Regions from separate parts of the Bombyx mori genome. Here region 2 is linked to region 1. The links are chromatin contacts, called in public Hi-C maps. All regions are on one chromosome and are shown on one strand. Each heading gives the region's core, a stretch centred on a gene start, on an enhancer-like site or on the middle of the called end of the contact. The rest is flanking DNA. Distances are from core to core; before and after follow the strand shown. Region 1 holds the start of LOC692640 (PIN2/TRF1-interacting protein). Region 2 holds the start of STIP (septin and tuftelin interacting protein).

What was found. Hi-C and Micro-C count contacts between places; a contact is called where the count stands out from the background.
Region 2: a Hi-C map of posterior silk gland shows a contact between it and region 1, with 2.8 times the contacts expected there. The contact joins the promoter of STIP here to the promoter of LOC692640 in region 1. A contact is called at or near these places in 3 of 7 Hi-C or Micro-C datasets (middle silk gland, posterior silk gland and whole pupa).

What each region holds. Positions count from the first base shown.
Region 1 is chr7:9,497,548-9,503,482 of ASM3026992v2, reverse strand. It overlaps LOC692640 (PIN2/TRF1-interacting protein), which reads right to left and starts at 4,615. Exons shown (of 3, transcript NM_001043620.1): 1 at 4,267-4,615; 2 at 3,253-3,312; 3 at 2,832-3,250. The coding sequence starts at 4,546. The coding sequence ends at 3,228. The region is part of intron 3 of LOC101738587 (tight junction protein ZO-2); the gene reads right to left.
Region 2 is chr7:9,624,663-9,630,907 of ASM3026992v2, reverse strand. It overlaps STIP (septin and tuftelin interacting protein), which reads right to left and starts at 3,655. Exons shown (of 12, transcript NM_001098370.1): 1 at 3,498-3,655; 2 at 2,495-2,638; 3 at 1,745-1,962; 4 at 1,204-1,323; 5 at 378-547. The coding sequence starts at 3,603. LOC101744116 (FHIP family protein GF15501) reads right to left here. Exons shown (of 16, transcript XM_038012092.2): 16 at 4,740-6,245.

The DNA of each region.
Region 1 (5,935 bases), core at 3,366-5,865:
TTGTAGATGTCTATGGGCTCCAGTAACCACTTAACACCAGGTGGGCTGTGAGCTCCTCCACCAATCTAAACAATAAAAAAAATGAGGTCTTGTCATGTCAATAGTGCCCACACTGTAACCACATTTGCCCAATTTCAATCATGGATTTACAATATTTCAATTAAATCATATAAATGCTTTATGGGTAAAGGCCCAATCCTCTAGTATTTGTATGTGGAATTAACTGACTTATTAACTCGGCCGCTTATGGTGTTAATAGATGCCTAAAATGTTTTCTTATTTTATTGCAGATCAGCCCTCCCAAATTCTTCAGAAGCAAGTTCTGTTTCAAATCTTCGTACTAAAATGTTTGACTGCTTCACGGCAAAATAGAAAAAGAAAAGAGATAAAATGGTGGAACCCAGGCTGATAATACACTTTACAATCAGTAAAAATATCCTAGACCAAAGTTTTTTTTATTCTTTAGTGCCCTTATAGGCAGACGAGCATATGGCCCACCTGATGGTGAGTGGTCACCGTCGCCCATGGACTTCAGCAATGCCAGGGACAGAGCCAAGCCGCTGCCTACCGTTAAATATGTTAAGGGCACAACTTTACAGATTGCTGAGAATCAAGTGAGCTTTTTATGTTAATATTGGTATGTAAATCACCTATACTGTTTTCTTTTTGTCCCTACCATTATACCACATTATGTGACATTGTAGCTGTATGTATGTATTCTAAGCCATGTATTAGCCTACTGTGTTTTTTGCTGAATCTTCTCAGCAGATCACGATTCCGATCCGGTAGTAGATTATTTCACGAAGTAGCTACTCTTGGATTGTTAGGTCACCCTTGGAGAAGGCGCTCGGGTAGATGGTAGCAAATCCCACCCCTGCTGGCTGAGCCCTTGTTCGCCCACCTGCCCTTGTGCAACTGGGAAGGCACCTGAGCTGCCAGTAATCCCACATTTACAAAAAAAAATATATGTATATATTTTCTGTTATCACACTGCATATTAGAAGTTTACTATGAATACATATTATAGATGCCACTTGTCAGATGTCAATCTTCCTTGTGTTGTATTTCCAGTATATCCATTACAACATACAATAGGGACTTTTTGTTATGTAAACAGCTTAAATACAATAATAATGCCTTATAACTATCAAATTCAGGTATATGAAGACCAAAAAATATTAACTATTTTGACAATATTTTGTCTTTCTTAATCTATTAAAATATGCCTTGCATTCTGACCAGCTAGCACAGTAAATGTTTACTTCACATCAGTTTATATAAACTATTTAGTTTCGACCTACTCTAGATTTAGCCAATTATTCTTATGAATTTCCATTGCTAATTAAACAGTTTTCTTTATCAATAAAAAAAGCTTCGAGTCAAACAATTATTTATTATAATCAATACTTATACCCAGGTAAACTGAACAAATTGCTACCCTTAAAAACAAAAATTTCTTCAGGATTAGATTTCAAGTTCTCTACCAATGCTCGTTTATTAAATTTGATATCATTCGAAAGTTCCTGTTTGACTTTTTTCATTTTTTCAATAATTTTATTCCGATGTGTGATTTTCAAGTTAGGGTCTTTTAATTCATGGGATAACTCGTTTAAATTATCAGATAACTTAATTTCTTCTTCCTGGTATTCGATTTGTATGTTTCTCTGTTCCCTATGCGGGTAATGTATGAGTTTTGTTGGACATATATGTTTTTCGAATGGCATGTCGATTGGTAATTGTGTGCCATCATCGCTAAAAACAATTTTCTTATTTTTAGTACATCGACACTCGTCTTCGGAGTCGGTTTCTAAAGTTCTTTTGCGACCTCTGGTTTCCGTGTTTAATAAATGTCCATATTTTCTTTCTATCTTCTTTAGCACTGTCTTACACTTTTTGTACACATCTTTTAATTCATTTAAGTCTGATTCACTGAGTTCACTAGATTGGTTTATTTCTTCGTTACTTTGAAATCTATTAACTTGATAGTTTTGTTCAGAATTCTTCGACATTTTATCCAATTGTAATGAGCATTGCTTAATAATTTCCTTTTTATTCGCTTTATTCGTGTCATCTTGCTCTCCTTGCAATTCTTTCACGTGGTTATTTACAATAACAAACCTCTTACGTTGCGACATTTTATTTATTGGTATTTCCATAGGTTCATCGTTACCTTTATGTACTACCATTATGGTTGTTACTAAAAAATAAACAATATCAAACTAATAACAACATAAACATAATTTTGTTTTAGAATTCAGAACCACCATGTGAATCACGCCCACAACGTACAAGCTACGACGTTCCGCCATCTTGTTTTTGACGTTTGACATTGAAACCATTGCATTAGAGTGGTACCGAATATCGTTGCCAGTAAACTTTAATCGACTAAAACTCTTCGATAATTAGTAACCACGTAAACTCAATTTAGTTGAATACTAGCTTTTTTATATTTGCACTCTTGGCGCTTTAATAATAGTTATTACTTTCTGGTTACACTTTCTAAAAAATAAATGGAAATTATAAAATACTACAATATGTACTATTCATTAATTTTATTTTTTCTCTTTTTCTTTTTCTTAGGCACATAATTTATCACATTATCTTCCAATCCTTCATCATTAGTACCTACTTCATCTACAATATTTTTGTTTTTAATTTTTTTTCGGCTCACAATTTCCTGCTCATTGTGTTCTAAGTGTTGAACATCAACTTCAGCCCTTTGTTTTTTATTTTTCTTCTGTTTAGGTACATTTTCTACAAACAATAACTGTTCTTCGGATTGCGCTATCTCTTCAGTACAAACATTAAGTATTTCATCATCATCAGTTTTCTTATTTTTCTTCTTTTTTGCTTTCTTTTTGACTTCCTGTTCTTCTTCGGGTTTAATACTGTCATTGTTTTGAACGCCATAGAAAGAAAAGGATTTAAATTCATGTTCTTGTTCTTCTTTAATGTTATCATCAGTATTTGAAAATCCTTTAAAAGCATAATCAGCTTTATAATCATCTTCATTACCATAGGTTTTTTTTAAATTAGTCTTTAACTTTGCTAACTTGTTCTTAAAATACTCCTCCATACTGCCTTTCTCAGTAAATTTTTGATCGCTTTCTTTTACATTATCCTGTACTTTTTCTTGAGGTTTATCATCATTTGTTAAGCTTTTTTTACCAAATATATTAGCTAAATCCTTTTCACTATATTGAGTTAAATCCTTGCCGCGTGTGAATTTATGATAGTGCACACGTGCTTTGCTTTTCTTTGATTTATGTTCCAGGGACACTCCACTGTGGAGTTTTGCTTCAGTTCCATTATCTACAAACAATAGAATACTAAATATTATTTCAAATTAAGTGTGATGTAATTATTACATTAGATTAATTGTAATTTTAATGATTTTAGTGCATTTTGAAAATAGTCACTAACAAACTAGACACAACATCCACATCTCTATTTTAATCTGAATCCTGCCTGGCTGTCCTACAGGTCCAGCTTTTCAAAATAACTTAGTACATGAGTTTACATAACAGTGTCACTTGCACTAGCGCACTTATAATACTTCCACCGCACTACCTGTATTTCGCCACTTTATAAATGGAAATCTGTAATTGCCTTCTGAAATTTCCACACTGTGGAAGTTGTTTCTGAACACTTGTTCCATCAATTTTTACTCAACAAGCCGGACCAACACAGATGCCTCATCAGACACTACCCATTCATACTACACGCATAGAGTAGGGTCTGCCTGTGTGGTCACCATACCAAAGTTTAGACATTTTCAAGAAGTTGGTATGAGCCTACTTAAGTAGCTATAACCGTTAGTCCAATATATTTTTTTGAAATAATTCTTGGGTCCTGGTTGGAAGATCAGGATACATTTGAAAGGGAAACTTACTTAAACATGGAGTCATATTATCAATTGTGTTAATGGCTATCCTACCCTTGAAATCAGAACATGTTACTGCTTCTCAAGAGAAAATACACATTGATCACATATTTGTATCATCGGATTAGTAGCCTCAAATACCATTGTGAAGATTCCATAGCATATACACGGCAGGCACTTAACAGTTTTTATTGTATTACACTAATTTTTTTTTTAATTGGTTGTCTGGCAGAAATCGCCTTCGGCGATAAGACCACCCGTTGCCTTTGTCTTTTTTTTAGATTGTAGTATCGTTTGTTATGTAGAATAAAAAGTTATTAAATAATAATAAAGCGATTCTTTCAACAGACAAAGAAAAACTAAATTGAAAAAGACGAACTTACCGTTTGATAAATTGGCCAGTAATGAGTTAAAATCGTCTTCATGCTTCGTCCACTGGTCATTCTTATCCTCGTACCCCAATCCTCTGTCATCGTTCTTATATCTCGCCACTACGTGCTCAACAATTCCGTTTTCTTTGGCACCGAGCCCCTTCCCAGAACTCCATCCCATTTTTTCCAACATACGCTGCCCAAATTTCCCGCTGTCATTGCTCCACGCGTTATTTTTAGCACGCAAATTAATAACTTTTTGTTTTCGGCGAGGTCCAGCTAACATGGACATTTTATTTGCGAAAATATGAGGTTAACAGCAACTAGCAAAACGTGTTGTTTTCAACAATGACATTTGACAAAAACTGGAAACGTCAAATCCATCGTCAAATGAACGAGCATAGTGAAGTTCGTACATGCAATGATTGGTCGGTTGCCGCTGCTGTTCCAGATTCTATACTATGACGAATAAAGTTGCTTAGCATGTTTCGGAGCCACTTTTAGACAAAGAGAACAATATAGTGATATTTTCTTAGTTCGTAAATGAATACGGTATATTTTATAACTTTTAAAGTTTTGTCGACATAAAAAGCTAACCAGTTTGGTTTGTTTGATAAAACTTTGTACTGAATAATTAATACTTTGTAATTTATTAATTTATACTTTGTAATTTTATAACCAGTGTACAACAGTAACTGGTCTTTGCCGTAGTAAAAATGTAATAATAAAACCTTAGCAAAAAAATAAAGCGAACAAATTGAATTGTATGAAACACATGTTATTGACGATGGCGATCTAATAATTTTGTAGGCCATCTGTTAATGAGATAAATCTATTTACGCCCACTTTTATTTTTATATTTATGGATTTTTTTAAATACAAAAAAAAATATTTTAAAAGAATTAATCTTAAAATTTGATGTATCTTTAGATCTTATACATATCATGCCTTCCAACTATAAGTGACCACTCGAAAAATACGAAAATAATGCGAAAATATACGTAAAAATATTGAGAAAAATCACACCTTTAGTCACCATCACCTTTAGAACTTTTTCAAAGATCTTTCACTTCTCAAGCTTGAAGAAATGATCTTCATTTCTTGTAGCTAGTTACTACTCTTGCTTACTGGTGGTTAGGAACTCTTGTGAGTCCGCACGTGTAGGTACCACCACCCTGCCTATTTCTGCCGTGAAGCAGTAATGCGTTTCGGTTTAAAGGGCGGGGCAGCCGTTGTAACTATACTGAGACCTTAGAACTTATATCTCAAGCTGGGTAGCGCATTCACGTTGTAGATGTTTATGGGCTCCAGTAACCACTTAACACCAGGTGGGCTGTGAGCTCGTCAATCTATCTAAGCAATAAATAAAAAATAGTTCATCGACCGCTCGGCAGTTGCGTGGCTTTGTTTCTCGCATTTCCGAAATCAATGCTAAGAGTGCCTTCGATGGAAATAATCACAATTATTTAACACAAATTCCAACAATGACCCTTGAACCATGACAATCGTGATAGACTGAAGCCTCGCTGCGTATCACCTTTTAACTTGACCATTTCTTTTTATCTCACGATTAAAATTCGTGATAATAAATTTTCTAAGCATAGCATTTTACGATTTTTATGACTCATCACATCACATCAACATAGATTTACGTAAATATTTAAACACTACGCATACAGAC
Region 2 (6,245 bases), core at 2,406-4,905, 130 kb before region 1:
AGATTTGTAGATGTGCGATTTTCAACTTTAAAGTCAATGAGAAAAAAAGACCCATTTCCAAAGACGCAATTAAACCGCGACTTTACAAGCGATGTATAAGATATTTTTTTTATTGCTTAGATGGGTGAACGAGCTCACAGCCCACCTGGTATTAAGTGGTTACTGGAGCCCATAGACATCTACAATGTAAATGCCGCCACCCATCGTGAGATATAAGTTCTAAGGTCTCAGTATAGTTACAACGGCTGCCCCACCCTTCAAACCGAAACGCATTACTGCTTCACGGTTGAAATAGACAGGGTGGTGGTACCTACCCGTGCGGACTCACAAAGGTCCTACCACCAGTAAAATATTCTCCAATCGTACTTCTATCATACCTTGCTATGGTATACGTTGTCGGTTTACCCTCCTGAATGACGTCAGCGGCATCTCTGTAAAAATAACGACCCTTGTGCGATTTCTTCCAGTTGTAATTCTTTTCGGTTTTATCTTTATCCTGATCTTCTTTATCTTTGATGCGACGTTCCTCTTCTTTTTTGGCTTTTATCTGTATTAAAGAAAAAGAGACATACGAATTGAGAAGTGAAGACTTTTTTTTTCCTACCTAAGCTGATGGATCTAGAGAGACCATGTTAGCTCACGGGACTCAAACCTGACGATGTTACTAACATGAACCCTAGCAAGAGCAGCGCTTTGCAGAATCTACCACCGGATCGGAAACGCGACCCACTGAGAAGATCCAGCGAGAAACTCAGCGGGCTGTCTGTGGGTTAATTTACTCGCTCAGCTCTTAGTCGCAAGCGACGGGTTCGACAAGGACGGTGACCGGTGCTTGTGGTACCTAAAAGCACCGTTAATGGGTTTTTTTTCTTCTATATGCTAAATACCAGTGATTAATAATTTTGGCACCGCCCTAATATAGACTACGGGGCAGTCAACGGATGCTCTCAGTGGATCGCGTTTCCGATCCGGTGGTAGATTCTGCGAAGCACTGGCACTGCTCTTGCTAGGCCCAGTGTTAGCAACACTCCGGTTTGAGCCCCGTGAGCTCATCTACACGTTAGGGTGAAGCTGAAATAGCCTCTCAAGCCTATCAGCATAGGTAGGAAAAAAAATTGCAAGTTTTAAGTTGCGATCCGTACAACTGCAAATACATTTTTTTTGTATTCATTAAACTCTAATGACGTGCATTGTGAAACTCACCGTTGCCTTTTCTGGTCCGTAAGCTCCGATCGCACCTCTGCCTTTGCGCAGCGTAGCCTCGACCGGCGCTGAGATACCTTGCAAATCTTTACCCAAACCTTTACCCGGTTGGTATCCCATCTGTAAGAAAGAAATTATATTAATCAAAACTCACGTATTTCCAAAAATGTGGAACGTTTATTAAATTAATGAATTATAAAAATTCGTAAGAGTGAGAAGGCTAGATGCAAATGAGGGCTAAGAACTAATTATATAAATTATCGGCCGCTTCCTGCTGGGCGTAGTTGAAATAGCCCCTTAGGCTGGGTTTACGGCATTGTTCTGCACGTTTATTTGCAGTATACGTCTTAACGAATGAATAGCGGCACATACGTTGTATATAGAACCATTCGAATGTCGTTTGTACTGCAAAAAATCGTATACCGCTTATGCGTTTTAACGAATACTCAACGGACTTGTCAAACAATACGAATGAACTTTAACGTTGCAGTGGCTTATAGCTCATTCATTCAGGATCAAAGAGCAATAGCTAATTAATTACCTGCAACAACAATTTTGCTCCGATTCCTTTAGTATGTTTTTCCCAATTTCCCACATTTCCACCTAATGATGGTGGACGCATTCCCTGTCCCTGTCTCCTGATTCCCGCCGTGTCACTCGCTACTGGAACCTCTGGTTCCTCATCAGAACTGTCTGAGTACTTAGGAGCAGAAGTAGACGCTTCAGCTGGTTTTATTTCTGTCAAATTATTAAAAATTACTTTTGTTGACATGAACTGATTCCACGACATGCATTTTTTTAGTATTGAAAATCACATAACATTAAAGAATGGTGGAGCCTTCAGTTTATGCTTCAATCATGAAGCAATGGAACAGCCAAGTCAAGTCGGAAGGTACCTTTTTGGCATTTTTTTTATTGCCCCTGTGGGCTAATGAGCATACGGCCCACCTGATGGTGAGTGGTTACCATCACCCATAGATTTCAGCAATGCCAAGGGCAGGACAAAACCGCTGCCTACTGTTAAGTACTCTCCAGAAGCCTTGTTTGAAGAAGGACATGTCATAGCGCTCAGGAAACAACGTGGAGGGTAGTCAGTATTGTACAACTGGAATAAAAATGTTGTCTCATATTTTTTGTATAGTTACAGTGTGGTCACTGATAACTTGGTTATAAAAGTGATTTTATTTATGTCTACGGTTCATGAAGACTGATAAAATACCATACTTAAATCACTTTAAATGACTTTATTAAGTTTTCAAATTGAAAAATTAAGTGAATATGTATTTGTTACCTTTAGTCTTGTCTTTTTTTTTGCCAGCCTGTTGAACTCCACCCGCCACGAAACCAATTGGTGCAGAAAAATCTTTAGGTTTACGTATTCTCTGTCTAACATTATCTTCATTTTCATCATCATCACTGTCTTTGGCCCATACACCTATAAGTTAATTATATTATTGCTTTTGTTACAATTAGCTATTCTCATTTAAAACAATGCATGAAAGCTTCATAGATTTTTAATTAATTTTTTTTCTAATTTTAATCAAGTCAATAAGATATTTGTGGTGTAAATGAACTCTCAGTCGTCATAATCCCAGAAACATTTAGACATTGGAACATATGAGTTTAAATGGTTAATTGAACACGTTATTAGATTTCATACTTATAAACAACTAACACATTTTCCCTCCCTGATCGCTGGTATCCTAAGGGGCTATTTTAGCTACGCTTTGATGGTTTTAAAATAAGAATGTTTACTGTTTTAAGTATGTTTTAGATGTGAGACTTAATTATGGAAGTGCTTATCAAACAAAAACTAGAAACTATATCATAAGTGATCTGCTTAGAATATTTTATAATGCTATCTTCTTTCAAGTGAGAGATCAAAACAGCTGCCTACTTGTTTCTTAAATTAGTTAAATTTTTTCATGCACAATATCAAATTTTTATTCAAACTCATGCACACATTCATGATAAAACAGTAATTTACTAGTTTATTATAATAAACTATAATGATCATGGTATATTTTGTTTATTATCATGGGCGGACAGAGCATGTTTCTTGAAATTACATACAAATCTAATGGGAATTATTTACGGAATTGAAAAAAATTTGGTACGTTGAAGCTCTACCATTTGATGCTTTATAAAATACGAAACTTATAATAACTCATTTTATAAACTTTAGAATTTTTATAATTATCATAGCTATCACACAACAATGTTTTGAATGTAGTGGCACCACCTAGAATATTCTGGAGTTTTAATTAGATTGTTTGTATTTAAACGTAACTTACCGTATATTTGTTGTTCCTTGTTAGCTTTTCTTCCACGGCCGGGGTTGAATTCATTATCCAAATCGTAGTCTGTGATCTCAAACTTTATAACCTCATCGTCTGACATTTTACTGTTACGTATAAATTAAGCTTAACCAAAATAACTCATCATTAATTACGCTGTTACAAATAAAAATCGTAACTGACTGATTTGCTGGTTATAAATATTGTTAATTATTTTGTTTGGTTATAAACAACTTTATGGTGACACTTGACAGTCTTGACACTAATGATTAGCTTAGCATTTTTAGAGATGTTGAATTAGAACTGTGGTTAATTTTCATAGCTTAGTCGATTTTATCGTACTGAATTTTTTTAAGCTTATTTCTTTTTGTTTAAACACCAACTATAAGTTCACAGGTGACTTTTAAGAGGAGTCACAACAAAAAGAAAGATCAATTAATCCCGAAAATCTTCAAAAATTTTTAATTACAGATGACATAGGATCCTTTAAACCGATCATCTTGGCTATTTCTACCGCAAATCAATGATATATTTTGAACAGACCATAGAGTAAGATTATATATAACCTAAGAACAGATACACTACATTTTGAAAGATACACAAGTCGGGTAGAATTACTGGTTGGTTCAACTCAAACCACCCCATCAGTAGTCAAACATCAACAACTAATGCTAACAAGGCGACCAAATCCAAGCGAAAGCAGGTAAATTGCGGTCTGGTACTTTATTATTCCAACTCTTAGAGCTTAAGCACACAGCGTATTTTTTATGAGCAGAGGACGCGCAGATGACTCGCGTATACGCACTTCGAGATTCGAACGCAACCTTGTAACCTAAGCACACGGGGCCATTGTGAAACGCGCTTCCACTGCACAAATACGCGCAACCATATAAACGTGCTATAGTCGCTCGTAGCTTCCGTGTGTTAATCAGAGATTCCCTGAATCCAGTTGAACAATGGAGTCGGTTGAGACATTGCCTACGTTGTATTTGGTAATACTTTTAAGAAAAAATAGGCGAATCTGGAAATGGAATTGGATTGGCTCCTCCTACTCCCTTTTGAACGTGCATTTGTATTGTGTCAAAGGCGCGTAAACGAGCTTCATACGTACGTTTGTACTATTAGTGCAAACGCAACAAACAGCATCTACGGCGCGGCGCCGAAAACGCGCGTTCTAAAGCGCGCATCGTCTGCGCCTTCAAAATACACTGTATGATTAGGGCCTTAAATAAAACAATGTTACCACTGTTGACAATAATTTATTTCCTAAATTTCCAATTCAGGTATAAAACGTTACAAATTACAATTGTGCTTCACAGTCCCATTTATTTAGAATAATTTTGTGCCTTTGCCAATTTTACTTATTTTAACAAAACTAAAATTCACGTTGTTTTAATTACATTAAAATTCATAACCATGATAGAAATTATCGAAGTCAATTTTTAGTTAGCCAATCGACATGTATAATGATGTCTTAATAATTTTCAATTACATTAAAGGACGAATAAGTTACAGGAGTTATTTACTTACGTATTATATATTAGGACGGAAAAGGACGTATCCATTTTCATTAGGACATGTGATAGCACTTCATAATAAGAGTTTCACCATTTGCAGTAAAATCTGTTAAAATATCCACCAGCATCAATGCTGGCCTATATGATATCTACACCTTAAAACGCCCTGAATGTGAAGTTTTGGAGGCGAATAATCCGCCAGCTTAGCACTAAATTTATTTAAAAATTTTGTTGTTATGTCGGGTAAACATCAATTATATATAATATACATTTTTATATAAATCATCTGCTATATAAAATTGCTGTGTTCATAAACTTATGCGAACTTAATGAATCAAATAAAATTTCCATAACTCAACGATTCATATATGTATCAATGAAAGTCCACAGACAAACCCATAGAACTAAATTTTAATATTTGAACAGGCTCTTGAACGCTTGGATATTTCTTACATTGACCAGGATTGTTTGTTCACGGCTACATTTTTACTTTCAAAAAACTACTTTTAAATCTACAAGGAACCTAACATTAATGCACAATAGTTACATGTCAAATTGATTTAACTAGTGATGTCTTAATATAGACTTACTAAAATAGTTAATATCGATCTTTTTGATCGACACTATTTTTATAAGACACTCGCCGAGCACCCACAAATAGGTACATACACGTACTAAGCTCATACGAGTGTATTCTCTAACAATTACATTATTCTTCTTTTATTCATTAGGTCGAAACATTTAGCTACCTATTCCTCGAATAGTGAATTTCATTTGGTATTTAAATGATCGATAACAGAAATAGGAAGATCTAATTTAAGGTTTACTAGGACTATTCTAAGGTTTCTATTCCTTTTGCACGGTTCTGTACATTAATTTCAATCGTAAATTTATTGACAAACCATCTTATAAGATACGTATTGCACTTGTAAAGTACTTAGAAACATCACGTAACTGTAATCTTGAGAAAATTATTTTAATAAACATATTCATTAAAATACTAACATTATGCAAAGCACCTTTCCATTCTAACGATTTCAGGATGAAATAATAACTAATAAATAATTGCGTTTATAAGATTTTAAAATGCGGCAAGGAGGCAAGTTCGACAAAGACATAAGAAGTCTGAGGATCAGAAGGTCATGAATTTCTAATTTCCCAGTCCCGTTTAATCATCGTTATTTTAAGTACTGGAAATTAAAAATAAAAGTAAATATTTATGAACTTA